2 separate regions of the Zea mays genome follow, and region 1 is linked to region 2. Evidence: chromatin contacts called from public Hi-C data. All regions are on one chromosome and are shown on one strand. Each heading gives the region's core, a stretch centred on a gene start, on an enhancer-like site or on the middle of the called end of the contact. The rest is flanking DNA. Distances are from core to core; before and after follow the strand shown.

Region 1 (6,860 bases), core at 1,862-4,361, 460 kb after region 2:
ATTGAGCAAAAATGAACAATAATTGACAATTGAAACTTAATTAAACCAACCTTCCATACAACACATTCACCATTCATTAAGCAACTAAATATGTGTTATGGATAAACTTATTTGAGAACTAAACATGAAAAAGGAGAGGGAATAGACAAAATCTAACCATCTTAAGCAACCTCATTTGAGGAAATAGAGAAAATAACCTAGCTATACTCTTCTCTCTCACATGTAAAACCCTAGATCCAAAATGTGGCTAAAATTGAGCAAGAATGAACAAAAATTGACAAAGAAACATAAACCAACCTTTCTTATCCACCTTCTTCCAAGAAATGAAGACCAAAACCTCCCCCTTGTTTTTTTGTGAAATCTGGACCTCCAAAATCGCCTCCAATGGAAGTTGGCTGCGAGCATACAGCTCCTGTCGGGGGGAAAAAGAGGGGTAATTATAACAGACAGTTCACTGGTGGTTGGCTTGAAAAACCGCCAGTGGAAATAGTTTTCCACTGGCGGTTCCCAAGCCGGGCCCACCTCGTTTTTTTACTGGCGCGCGATAACTGAAACCGCCAGTGATAATTTATGGGTGTCGCAGGCTTTGAGCTCTTTTCTACTAGTGATCATATACTAGCAGATCAGGGTTTAAGAGGCACACAATATAACTGAACCGGGTATATTTTACCGATGGGTTTGCGGGTTTGGGTACCATAAGAACGTACCCGCACGCCCGACGGTACAACTTTATTCCCATTAATAATCCCATGGGTAAGAAAATTGACCCATACATGTACCCTAAGGACTAGTTTGGATACCCCATTTTACCAAGGGATTTCTATTTTCCCATGGAAAAATGAACTAATTTTCCTTGGGAAAATGAAAATCCTTTGAAAAAATAGGGTTTCTAAACAAGCCCTAATAGAATAAAAAACCGTCGGGTTTCGATACCCTTTGCCATCTCTACTCGTTAGCGACGTGGGGGCTAAGACCTATGGGCGCATGGCACATGTGAATGTGGTGTCGTTTGGCTCTTGGCGACAATGTTAGCTTAGTGATGGCGCCATTGGTTTGATGTGGTTGGCTTGGCCGCTGCTTACGGGGGAGGACAACACATCTTTGTTCGATTGAAGATCAACGAGCACATGGCACGCTGCCGTAAGACAGCAGATTAGTTCTATTGGAGACTAGTAGGCCAATGGTGCCAGGCCTGGCCCATCCATCCACGCTTATGTAATGAGCATGAGCAGTGCGTTGCGTGTACAACCACCTGACCAGCTAGCCGTCGCGAATTGCATTGCAAAGCTACCAAGGACTATCAACTAGATGAATGCTCCATCCATCGACGCTTGTGTGGGCATGGGCCAGTAGGGCGCGCGATGACCATGACGATGGGGTAAACCATGATTTTTGTCTTCTTCAATTATTTTAAAAGATAGTTTTTTATTTTTATCTTTAAAAACCGGAAATAGCTCCTCATTTATATCTTCCAAAATCAGCCACATGACCCTTATGATTGCTTCCCTTGGTAGTTTTTTCTTTTATGTTTATTTTAGCTAAATGTTTGAAAATTGTAGTAAATTAAAAAATCATAAAATCGAAATCTATTTGCATTGGACTCCACATGAGTACATATACACAGTGAACAAATGGTATGCTTCAATATAGTTTTAGCTATATCTTAGATCTATGTTTTTGCAAGAATTAATTCACAATTATAGTTTTTGTAGACTAATTTTGATAAAAAAATTTGTGATGGGCTAATCATTATATCCTTGAGATGTAGCAAAAACATCATGCTCATTGGATCATATATGACTGTGTTATAGTTTTATGTAGATAAATTTGTAACTCAGTCATCTATGATCCAACGATCGTAAAATTGTTACTACAACTGAAGCATGCAATTAATAGCTCATCGTAAAACTTTCATCACAATTGGACTAGAGAAATTATAGCTATGAATTAGTTACATAAAAGCATAGATTCAAGTTACATAAAAGCTTTATATTAAAGCATGTCGAATTAAATTATTGTGTATTGTTAGAGGCCTTCCTCTTACGAAGGTCCTAGAAAACATAGCTAACTATTTGCTTTCAGCATATTACTGAATACTATAGGAGCTTCGTCACCAAAAGAGCTTCGGCATAGTACAAGAGAAGTACAACGAAGCACGCTTCATCAAGCAGGCTTCATCACGGCGAAACAAGGAGACGATGCAACGAGAAGGTGTTGCTCAAGTTATTAAATACAAATGACGATATTGTTCTTGTGACATCTTGTAAACTCTATATGTAATTGTTGGCATGAATGTAATAGCACACGAACCCTTATGGTTGTCTATAAATATATGAACAGTATCCACGTATTATTCACGCTGGATTGTAATTGCTCTTGTGTCATCACCTTCAAACAAGCCGAATGTATCAATGTAGTATAAATTATGATAATGCTTATACGTTTATTATGGGATAAATATGTGAATAGATAACACATCTTATGTGTATAAGCTTTTATTTTTATGAATGATGAAGACATGTTCTTCGTGACCTTCGTCTGAAAATCTCATTATATCCGAAAGAAGATAATGCCTCGAAGGACGAATGTCCTTAACGTTTAAAAATGGTGTTGCATTGTTCTTAATTCATAGTAGTTGAGAACGAGTGACCAACATGTATGTCTACTCATGCGGAGTTAAACGTGATTGAGTTTTATTTTATTATTTTTCTATGATTTAATATACTTTTTTCTAAGATGTAGATAAAATAAACATAAAAGAAAAAAACTATCGACAGAAACATTCATGGGTCAAGTGTATTTTGTTTCACGAGTTAGGACGGTCTCCAGTAGTCAATCTACCTCATCCTCTATATCACTCCCTATTTTTAAATATTACACAGCGTAATATAAAGACAAAACAACCATATGCATGCTCTACCGAGCATAGCATAAGGGAGATTTTTCCGGTTTTAGAGTTAAGATAAAAACTAACTTTCGTCATAGTTAAGAAGACAAAATAAACGTTTTTCATTTTTTTAACTTTAAACAATCACCACGGTTTCCGCCTGCGTGGGCCTGCTGGGCTCGGTTGCCCGTCGCGTTACCGGCCGTGGGCGCTCCCGTTCCCCCTCCTGCTGCTTTGCGGCTGGGCCGTTGGGATCTCATGAGCCCGTTGCGAAACCACTTTCGGGCATCTCGGTTCTCTTCTGAACTCGTGAAGGTGCAGGCAGAGTGTCAGCGTCAGGCGAGACAGACAACACATCGCATCAGAGACATTATTGTCTTTTCTCGTCCGTCCGTAGGACGAACGCCTCGCCTTCTTCATCAACCTGGGGGTGGAAACGGATCAAAGATATAAATTCGAATGTCATAGTTTACCATATTTTAGTCTGAATTCAGATACAAATTCGAATATATTAGAATATGAATACAAAATAGATAGTTGAATTCGAATTCTTGTTCGGATGTTTACTCAATTCAACTCAAACGACGTACCCTAAATTTAACATATGTATATGTGAATTTTTATTTAAGTACAAGTTTATAGATAATCAATAGATAATTAAAACATATTAAAATTAAAATTGATTTCTCATGATCCTCCATATCCAAGTCAACAAAACTATATAAACAATATTTTTAAACTATCGAAGCATGTAACAAAAGATAAACAACAACACATGATATTTAATAAGTGACATTTGTATAAATACAAGTAAATTAGAATTAATATAAAATAGTAAATGTACTAAGAAAAACAAATTTTTCGTTCTAAAATGAATGAATGTCCTATATAAATGTGTATACCAAAACTTAAATAAAAACATGAAAAAATTTATCTATATATTGTAAAGTGGATAGTTATAGTTGAATGTTTATGTAACTTAGTTTAGATGTGTTCACTATATAGATAAAGTGGAGAGTTATAATTGAATGTTTATGAAACTTATTGAATTTTATCATTGGATATCACTAGAAATATAAGGTTGATATATTTATTTATCATATAAATATTTTTTAATATTTTAAATGATATATATCATTTTTCTAGTATATTGTTAAACTTAAAATCATTTTTAATTAGTAATTAGTGATAAAGTTAAGTTTGAAATGGTTTCATGAAACATATTTTTTCACGGATACGGATAGTATCGAATGTTTCATAGTTTTTTTCGAATACGAATATAGAATCGGATAGAGAAAAGTACTATAAATCAAAATCGAATACATCCATTTGACATCTACATTGAAATCGAATACGAATACGGATATTCATATTAGCAATTTACGAATATGGATAATTTGAATCTCCAGACATCCATTTTCAGCCCTATCTGGAACAGTTAAGGGTTATTTACTTTCTAGGAACTGACCATCTATTTTATTTCATTTTAATCCTTAGATTTCAATAATTTAAAGATTAAAATAAAATAAAATATATGTACGGTGCAACTAGAAATAGGGACAGCCACATGCAGCGTTATTCTAGCGATCTCGACATCTCGTAGGCTTCCGTTCGGAAGTCATTATTAGCAGCCGAAGGGAGGCTGCAGCTTTTCTGATTCTATGTCCTGTTTATTTCAGTTTTTTAGCTTCTAGTCACCCGAAGTTGTCGTGGACTACCAAATAGCCAACTTATCAATCAATTTTTATAAGAATCGTTTTTTTGATAAAAACCATACAAAATTAACATGAATATAAAATCGGTCGAGCCACTGTGATAATAGAAATCCGTCACTTTTTAGATCCTAAATCATATGAACTTCTTTATTTTCCTCGTAACGTTATTCTCATGATACTCAGATTCTCTCTAAAACCAGATTCTCCCTACAATTAGATTATCAAAAAAGCTGGTTAGAAAAGGCTGAAACAAACTGACCATATGACACAAAACACTGTAAAAACGCTGCAGCAACTGCCGGCAAAGTACTGTGAAAAACGATGTTGCAAAATGGGAGGTCCCGTGGGCTCTGATTTAGATCGAGGTAGGCCCGCCTTCTGCGTTAGCTTTATTGCTTATTGATACTTGTATACAGTGTTAGTGGGTGACAAATAGGGTCATGTACTCATGTACAACCACAAACAACAGATTATCTGTAAGTTTTTTTTACAAAGACAAATAAATGGACTGTTCATATAATGAGCTGTCTATTTATCTGCCTATAAGTTATTTAATATTTTTATTTAGCTATGATCAAATATGAATATGATTCTTCTATATCCGGTATTGCTAGTTGATACAAAACAAATTGTAATTATTGGAATCATGATTTCATAAGTAATATGTTATATATATTGTCATGCCACCTTATTGTTTATGGGAAAAAGTTTAAATTACTCTCTTCACCTGTGGATAATGTTCACATAACTCCTAAAATATGTTTTTAGTTCAGTTTAGCCCTTCCACTCCTTTGAGTTGATTCACTTTACCTCTTAACAAAATTTTTATTTTTCATTCCTTTATGTACAAACTGATTTTCAGTTCAAATTTTGTTGGTTAATAGATAATAACATAACTAAACCTAGAAAATGTATTATGATTTTTATAAATATTTTGATATGTTAGGGATTAGATAAGATAATAACTTTAATGATACCAAACTAAATATGAGATAATGATAAAACCTTTCTTAACATATTTTTATAATATAAATTATGATGTCCACAATCACTTCAAAAAATGTAAACTTGAATTTCAATTTGTACATGGAAGAAACAAAAAAGATAAATTTTGTTAAGAGGTAAACTGAACCAACCCAAAGGATTGAAAGAGTAAAATGAACAAAAAAATACTTTAGGGGATTATATGAACATTTATCCATAGGTGAGGGGGGTAATTTAAACTTTTTCGTTTTTTATGTGTGCCAAATATGTTTACTGTGATGACAACATTTATTATTGACTCATATATTATTAAACAAATGAAAAATTGAAACTAAATAAAAAATCTACGAAAATAGAAAAAAATGAAAACACCAAGTTTTCCATCATCTCTTCTCCATCTTTCTGGTCCCACTCTCACATTCTCGTCCCACTTTCTCTCATCTCTACTTTCCCATCTACTTTCACCCCGTGCAACAAGCATGGCCGTGCTCAGCCCAGTGACGCTCTCCCAGGCACGGCGAAGGCGCTCGGCCCGGCACGACCAGGAGAAGCGCGACTGTCATGGCAAGGAGCGTGGTGCACACCCAGAGATTACCAAACCATTTCTAAGCAAAATAACCGCCACTGATCAGTTGTTATATCCGAATTTAAGCATAAATTCATACATGTCTTAAATATGTGTTATGATTAAGTCTCACATATATAACTTATGGTATAGAAATCATTGCCGTATCTTTATTATATAATATGAGTTCTGTACAAAATAGCTACCAAATTACATCATATGACGACAACGATCCTTCGCAACCATAGTTGACTAGGAGATGACGGTCTAGACCTCCCCGAACTCATCGTAGCATCCTTCTTTAATTCCATAACTTAATTATGCGAGAGTCCTAAGCTGCTCTTGACCGTGAGCATGGCTAATATAACAGTTTTACACTCTGCAGCGGTTGCACATCTTTACCCATAAGTTGTGTTACCCATTTGCCAAGGGGTCTCAAATCCCATTCATCTCTATCGATGAGACGAGGCAGGGTAGCACTACGAGGCCTTTCCAAAGTTTCACTAGTTCAAGAAAACCCGCTACGGTGTTAGGAAGAAGGGATCATAGCAATCCCTCATCCAAAAAGCTATCACAGATAGTTCGACCCGAGAACCTCCCTATATTCTACAACGACACACTCCTCGCTTGCCCCTTTCAGGTAAGATAACCTCTCTAACTTTCCTAATTACTTGACCAAGTATGTCTCATTCCACCCTTGTGGTAGCAC
Region 2 (7,273 bases), core at 4,476-6,975:
CCGCAATCCAACAGGGCGCGGCGCTTCGGGAAACCCGCAATCCAACAATACGTCGTCAATCAACGGTCATGTCAAAAACCCCCGCGGAACCACTTCGAGCGAGGGCAGCGTCTCTGCCATCTAGCGACGTCTTCGGCACCAGGTGACTTTGTTGAACTGGTCCCTCGGAGGGCAAATGTTGGGGCGAAGGCAAAGACGCCACCCTTTGCTCGAGGCCTTCGCTGCAATCGCCGGTCCGACGGAGACAAAACGGGCAGGGACACCCTTCGCTTTATTCGGCACCAGACGAAGGCCTGCGACGGCGTCATCCCACCATGCGGCCTCGTCCAGCTCAGAGGCCCACGTGTGATCCGGCACATTGTAACGGGCCCTGCGTGGCCGCCGTGTGTTACGGGCCTAATTTGTAAAGGCATTCCTGTAATTACAGTCTGTAACCCTGCTTTATGGGAATATTCTGGGGATAACCTAGGTGGCTGAGGGCACATGCGTCCTTAACACAAGGCGCTGGGCGCTCAGATACCTATAAATACCCCCGCACAGTGCCCGTGAGAGGCCAGATTAACAGAGCTATTGCCATCTAGCGCGTAACCCTGTTAACGTCACTGTTCACCCTTGTTGGCCCCCCTTGCGACCGAGAGCAAGTTCCAACAATCCACATCTTGAACTTTGTTCGGGTCAGCCTCCACTCCCTTGGTTGAAATAACATGGCCAAGATAACCCATTGTATCTTGAGCAAAGGCACACTTGGAATGTTTAAGATACAACTGATGATGACGAAGTTGAGCTAAAACTAAAGCAAGGTGCTCTAGATGATCCTCCCAGGATATACTGTATACAAGAATATCGTCGAAGAAGACCAAGACGAATTTGCGAAGGAACTTAGAGAGCACCTCATTCATTAAGGCCTAGAAGGTAGAAGGAGCATTACACAATCCAAAAGCCATAACCAGGAATTCAAAATGTCCATGGTGGGTGCGAAAAGCCGGCTTCTCCACATCTGCTTGGTGCATGCGGACCTGATGGTACCCTGATCGCAAATCAAGTTTGGTGAAAAAATGAGCTACATTATTTTGCCCAGAAAAAAATATTAACAGAGTCAAGGATATTAATGATGAATAAGATTATGATCAATTTGATGATGTACCCTCCTTTTAAAGTGGATGCTGACACAAGAATCCTATTTAATAATGTAGAAACTCCATATTTGTGGTAAGACCATTACTAATGAAGAACTATAAATAAGAAGTTTTTTACTGTATTCTTGCGATGAATTATTATTAGTGGCAATAAGTTTTGGTGGCTAAAATATCTTTCTCTGTTTGTGCCAGAAACATGAGAATGCCTGTTTGGGCATCCTCAACGGATCCAAAGTCAATCTCAAATACCCGAGCATTCTTGGAAGTAGGAAGTTCAGACAAAACCAATTACTCCAATTAATAAGTTTATTCATGATTCGCACAACAATTGATCCAATGGAAGTAAAACTGAACTCTAGTCTCCAGTAAACAAATGTCGACTAAAATAAATTGAGATGACAATAGTCAAACGCAGGAGCTGAAGAATTTGCAAACCAACTAAAATAATCTTCAAACTTTACATTTTTCTAGAAAAATAATTAATGTGTGACCCAACACACATTCACATATTATATTCGATTACCAGGTATGAAGCTTATATCAAAAGTAATAGTACATCATATGTATGACATCAGCATATTAAATTTGTAGTGAGGTGTGCAAAGGTTATGATATTGTTTTTTCTTTTGGTTCTGCTCCTGCCATGTTTATTATTTATACACTAAGACAACCTTTAAGGTTTTCTTTTGCTCATGTAATAGCACCCAATCCACATTAGACAAGAAGATGAACATCAATTCTAAAACCTTATTTAGCGCCAGGAGATAACTTTGATTTGTATCTACATTACTCCAAGATTCACCTTGACAAACTGTGCTACTGTCAGAATCCCAGCAATCCATGCTACAAGAGAGGGACACTTATATAGAAAACAAGATCAGACTGACCGTACCTTTGCAGATAACATGTCATTGCGCTTGGTAGCTACCCTGATGTCTTTCTCCACATTCTTCATCTCCCTCTGCACATCTGCAAAGACAAAGAGAAAGAAGAACAATCCACTCCAAAAATTAACAAGAAAAATAGTGAAAACAACATGAATAACTGAGTTCAATTATTTTGTTAACCAATAGCTCAAAGAAATCTAGTGTTCTGATATACAATGATGTACAAAGTATGAAGCTTTCAAAATTGTGAAGGTTCTTAACCAGTCACCTTCTACAAAGAAGCCTCCTACAATAGCATCATGCAATCTAGTCCATTATCCTTAAATGTATTAATATATTGCAATATATCATATACATCTCTGCTCGACAACAATGCCTGAATTTGCTACCTCAATTCCTTCGGAATTAGCCTTCCAAACTGGTGCTCTTCTTGTTGATGTGCCATGCATCAAGGCAGCATGGCAAACGTGGGCAAGTCACCGCACCACGGGATTGTGCTCCCTGGCCCACAGTTGTTGTTTCTCGATGTGGCGTTGTCGTCGTTGCCGCTGATGTTGACAACATTCCAATTGCTGGTGTATCATGTCGTGTTAGAATGCGCTGTCGGGGAAGGGAGCACGTAGCAGCAGTTGTCCATGAACCACAAAGGCATGAACAGAGTGAGCTAAGAAATTAAATATTGACACGAACCAATCAAATTCTCCTATCTAGATGCTTAGCTTCCTAATTTGTCCTGTAAAGCAGTAGAACAAAAGTAAAAGTTTACAACCATGCAATGGTTAACAAAGAGGATAATCAATGCAGTCGGATTAAAAAATTGATACCACCTTTCAGCGTGAATGGCAGCTGCATGTAGTCAAAGGCTTCAAGAGTCAGCTCTACATTTTCGAGCAATATTACTTCTGCAAATCAGGGGCACCAAAAAAATAGTCACAATCAGATACACAGCAAAGTGAATTAAGCATTGCACTATAACCAAAAATCTATCGGATGTAAGCTACCGCAATTCATGCCTAGCAAAACAAAAACTGGAATCCATGCTAAAACCCAAGCAACCAGAGGACTCGACGCGAGATCTCTCTGCATAATTGCAGCAAAATCGAAACCACACAGGCGGAGAAAAAACAAGCAAAAAACGCTACAAGATTTTCTAGCCCAAAAAACTCAGATTCCTTGGCAAGCGGCATTGCTCTCAAACCAAGACAGACGGCTACATAAGACTCCACCGGTATACCACCAGCTTAGAAAAACAGCTGAAAGAACTATAGTACAGAAAGGTGATGTTGAAAGTTCCATTCCCCTATAGCTGATGCTTCCAAATAGAAAGCTTTTAGAATATAGAGCAAAGACCAGGAGATGTTCCAAGGCCCAGATGTGTATAGCATACCCTTTGAAAGCTTAAGCATTTAAACAGAACATTTCTAGCTACATATTCAAAGCCCATAAATATGCCTCTTATGAAGAAGAGTATAAGCTAAAGAGACATTAGAACATTTTTAACTACCCAGGACCCTCCTATAAGTTTCCAAGAAGGTAATGAAACATTGAGTGCCAATCCAATGACTGAACAGCAAGCTGGTTGTTCCAAGAAGGAACTTCGAAAGGTGACACCAGGATTTTGGCCATCAAGAATTGCAGTTCCACACAGATACTACAGGCACTAACAGTAACTTTAAAACAACATACAGAATTGTAAACTGATATTACAGCTTACATGGTTATCACATCCCCTGTCGATGCAACGATGTAATTGACCACCCGGCATCCGGCGCTAGATTTGGTGCCTCGATATTGTTCTCTTATCACTCATTTATGCTTCCGGTCTGTCCATAGCAAGGCTAAATATATATATCATCAATAAGCCTGACCAAACATTTCCACAATCGAATTGGCAATCAGCATCATCAGCTAAATAGCGTCTGAATCATCCTTGTTATAGGCCAATGGGAACTCATCAAACTGCTCCGTGACATCGCAGCCCTCTCCGATGCTCTTCAGAGCGTGGAAAACCCGATACATTGAATGCCTCTCCGTCACACGGGGCTGGGTGCAAGCAAAAGCTATCTTCAAGAACTCCTGAATCTCTGCCTCATGGCCCTTTCCACGCAATGGTTTATCAATAGCATCACTGATTCGACTAGAAGCCTTGAGCTGGTTAACCCAGTCCACTAATGTCCCCTTGAATCCTTCACCTGTCACGTCAGTAACCACAGCAGCAGCCTCCTGCCCGCTAACAAGCTCAAACAATATCACCCCAAATGCATACGCATCGCCTTTCATCGTACCAACTGGATTGCTAGCATACTCTGGAGCAACATAGCCAAACTCCCCAAAGTCCCCGTTCAGGAAAGGACTGGTATCACCACCCTCGCCAGGCGCCATCCGGACCAACCTTGTGAGCCCAACATTCGTGATCCGAGCATCATAATCCTCGTCGAGAAGCACTGCACTCGAGCTCAAATTCTGGTGAATCTGCGGAACCTGGAACCCATGGTGCAGCCACGCAAGCCCCCTTGCTGCCCCCACGGCGATCCTAAGTCGCGTTGCCCAATCCAGCGGCGCTTCCCCTGGCTTCTTCATCACCGATGAAAGAGCCCCACTCTCCATATGCTTATACACCAGCAGCCTCTCGTCCTCGACAACACAGAAGCCCAGCAGTGGCACGATGTTAGGATGCCGCAGCTGCCCCATACGACCCATCTCTGCCCTGAACGCCTTCTCCGAAAGTGGGCACGAGTGCAGGCGCTTGACCGTCAGTGCAGACCCGTCCCGTAGCACGGCTCGGTAAGCTGTCCCCGGCCGCCCGCGAGCTCCCGGCGACCACGATGTGGCTAGTGCTGAAGTCATGGGTGGCGGCCATCAGGTCAGCGAGCTTGACCTTCACGATGGGCTTCTGGAACAGCGAGACCGGGACCAGGCGGTTGTGCGCCGCCCGCAGCCTCTCGGTCCACCAGCTCCCGTCTTCCCCACCGCCCGACTCGCTGGTGCCGCGCCTGTGGCGACGGCGGCCTCCTTTGCCCTTCCCGGTGCACTGCTAGAAGAAGTAGGCGAGGAGCAACGAGGCGGCGGCGCCGAAGACTCCCGCGGCTATGACGATGCCAAGGCCCGTGCTCCCCAGCCCGCGGCCGCAGCGAGAGGATACGGGGCGGCCACAGAGGGGGTTTATTTTAGTGCCATGGCGAGCGGGCAATGGCGACAGTTGTGGGCAAGTGTCGAGGGTTGAGGGGCGGCAGTTGAGAGGAAGCGAAAGAGGCAACGACAGGGTCACCGGCGTACCTTGGCGACGTCAAGGGGGTTGACAAGAATGGCGGACACGACGGCAGCGCCGGCCGCCACCAGAGCCCGCTCGGTGAATCCGGCGAATCCCTTGGCCTTGCTCCATCGCTGGCTGGCAGTGAGGCAGGGGAAGGGACCAGAAGAAGGAGGGGAGCTAACCATCTCGGGTGGGAGCGGCGGGGAAGGAGGAGGCACGTGGCGCGTGGGTGGGGAGCATAACCATCACGATTCGGCATGGGGAGGACGGGGTGTGCGGCGGGGGAGGCGCGTTGATGGCGCGGTAGGGGCGAACGAGGCGGGTGTGGGAGAGGGGAATGCGCGGTTGAGGGGGCGAGGCCGGAGCTACTGGATTGCGATGAGGGGTGGGCGCACGATTGTTGCGCGGAGGCAAGGCGAGGGCGGATCTCCCGACCATCTCGTGGGGGTGAGGGAGGGCGGGCTCGCGGGGATCGACAACGCACAACAGAGAGAGAGGTGCGCACGGACGGTCTAGATCACCGGAAGGCAGAACGCCAAAAAGGCAGGCTACTCTTAGAGGCTTAATAAGTAATAGAGATTAGCTGTTATTATGGTTATTCTCTGCAGCTGCTGTTGTATTCTTTAGATTGCCAGTTAGCAATTTGCTCTTGAATGCCGTTCTGGTTCATTTGTGAACCTGATGTCTTTATCCTTGTATGTACTGACTTGTGTAGCTGACCACAGGAAGCGAAGGCATGCGACGAGGACGAGGTGCGCATGAATTCTAAACATCTGGGATTTCCGGAGAAAAAAAAAGGCCATGCCCCGTCGTCTCACGGTACCAAGACCAATTCCTCGTTTAGCCTGCAGTCTGGAGCCCAGCAATTAACCCCGCTGGCCCTGGCCTCGCAGTGTGGGATGGCGGAAATCATGGGAGAGATCTGAATTAGCATATATTGAAATCAAATGTATGTCACAATCTATATCTTAAAATAATTTAAGCTTATTTAAACTTTTTATTCGGTTAAACTCATTATAGATTATAATCTAAGAGTTTTGTTGAATAATTAGATATTTTTCAGATTAAATTTGAATATAAATCATGACCAAATCAGAAAAAACGAAGTATAAAGTCAAATCAGATGATACATACTGATGGACCATTCACGTGGATGTCGTACGCACGCGGCCCCTCGCCCCGCCCCGTCCCAGCTATGCCAGTCGAGCGAGCGCGTGTGGTTCTCCATTCTCTCTTCTCTTATCCATGACTTGGTGAGTGAGTGTGGCCTCCATATTTAAACTAGTTTCACTGCACTTGGACTAACAATATGGTACTAATAGTTCCATCATTCTCTAGCTATACCCATACATGGATTTTTGAGATTTTTCTACGATTTAATTGAATTTCTTAATTGGGCCCTAGCCCATAAATCCTAATAGGTTTGAGAATTTTTTAAACTATAAAAGTCATAGATTTTATCCACGGCTCATTAGGAATGGAACAAATCCATAAAGATAGTACACAAGTTTATACTAGAATCTATATATAAAAAAGAATAACTAGGTTTAATAGATAGATGGATTAAATGATGGATTTAATCTCATCATACGATTAGGTACGAGATGTAGATTCACTCAATTTAGATCTAGATTAAATTCATAATGAGATTTCATCCCTTGTCATCGAACAAGCGTGAGGTCATATTCGGTTACTAGTGGTTTGAGGGGATTGAAGAGGATTAAATCCCCTCCTATTTAAAATTGAATAGGAGGAGATTTAATCATCTTCAATCCTCTCCAATCCCATAGCAACCGAACAAGCAATGAAGAGGGGGAGGAAACCACGATGCGCGCGCGCTGCTGACCTTGGCATGCGGTATCGCTTTTTCAATCGGTGCTTATCGCGTGCTCTGGTGGTGATAAATATTAGTGGATCCGTCAACCAAGTGCAGCTTTACTTGTTTATTAGTATTCTTATGGTGCAACACATCTATCTGCGTCTTGGGTTTAGCAGGA

The links. Hi-C and Micro-C count contacts between places; a contact is called where the count stands out from the background.
Region 1: a Hi-C map of ear shows a contact between it and region 2, with 4 times the contacts expected there. The contact joins two enhancer-like sites. A contact is called at or near these places in 2 of 25 Hi-C or Micro-C datasets (ear and tassel).

The regions. Positions count from the first base shown.
Region 1 is chr5:157,557,255-157,564,114 of Zm-B73-REFERENCE-NAM-5.0, forward strand. No RefSeq gene overlaps it. Among protein-coding and RNA genes, the nearest start is that of LOC109939553, 96 kb to the left of the region's middle. Within about 2 kb of position 3,112, at least 15 of the 20 cell types and tissues checked have an H3K27ac peak or open chromatin away from gene starts, as enhancers often do. A contact at or near this core is called in ear and tassel, where this site is marked.
Region 2 is chr5:157,097,601-157,104,873 of Zm-B73-REFERENCE-NAM-5.0, forward strand. It overlaps the pseudogene LOC103628591. Among protein-coding and RNA genes, the nearest start is that of LOC103627089, 65 kb to the right of the region's middle. Within about 2 kb of position 5,726, at least 17 of the 20 cell types and tissues checked have an H3K27ac peak or open chromatin away from gene starts, as enhancers often do. A contact at or near this core is called in ear and tassel, where this site is marked.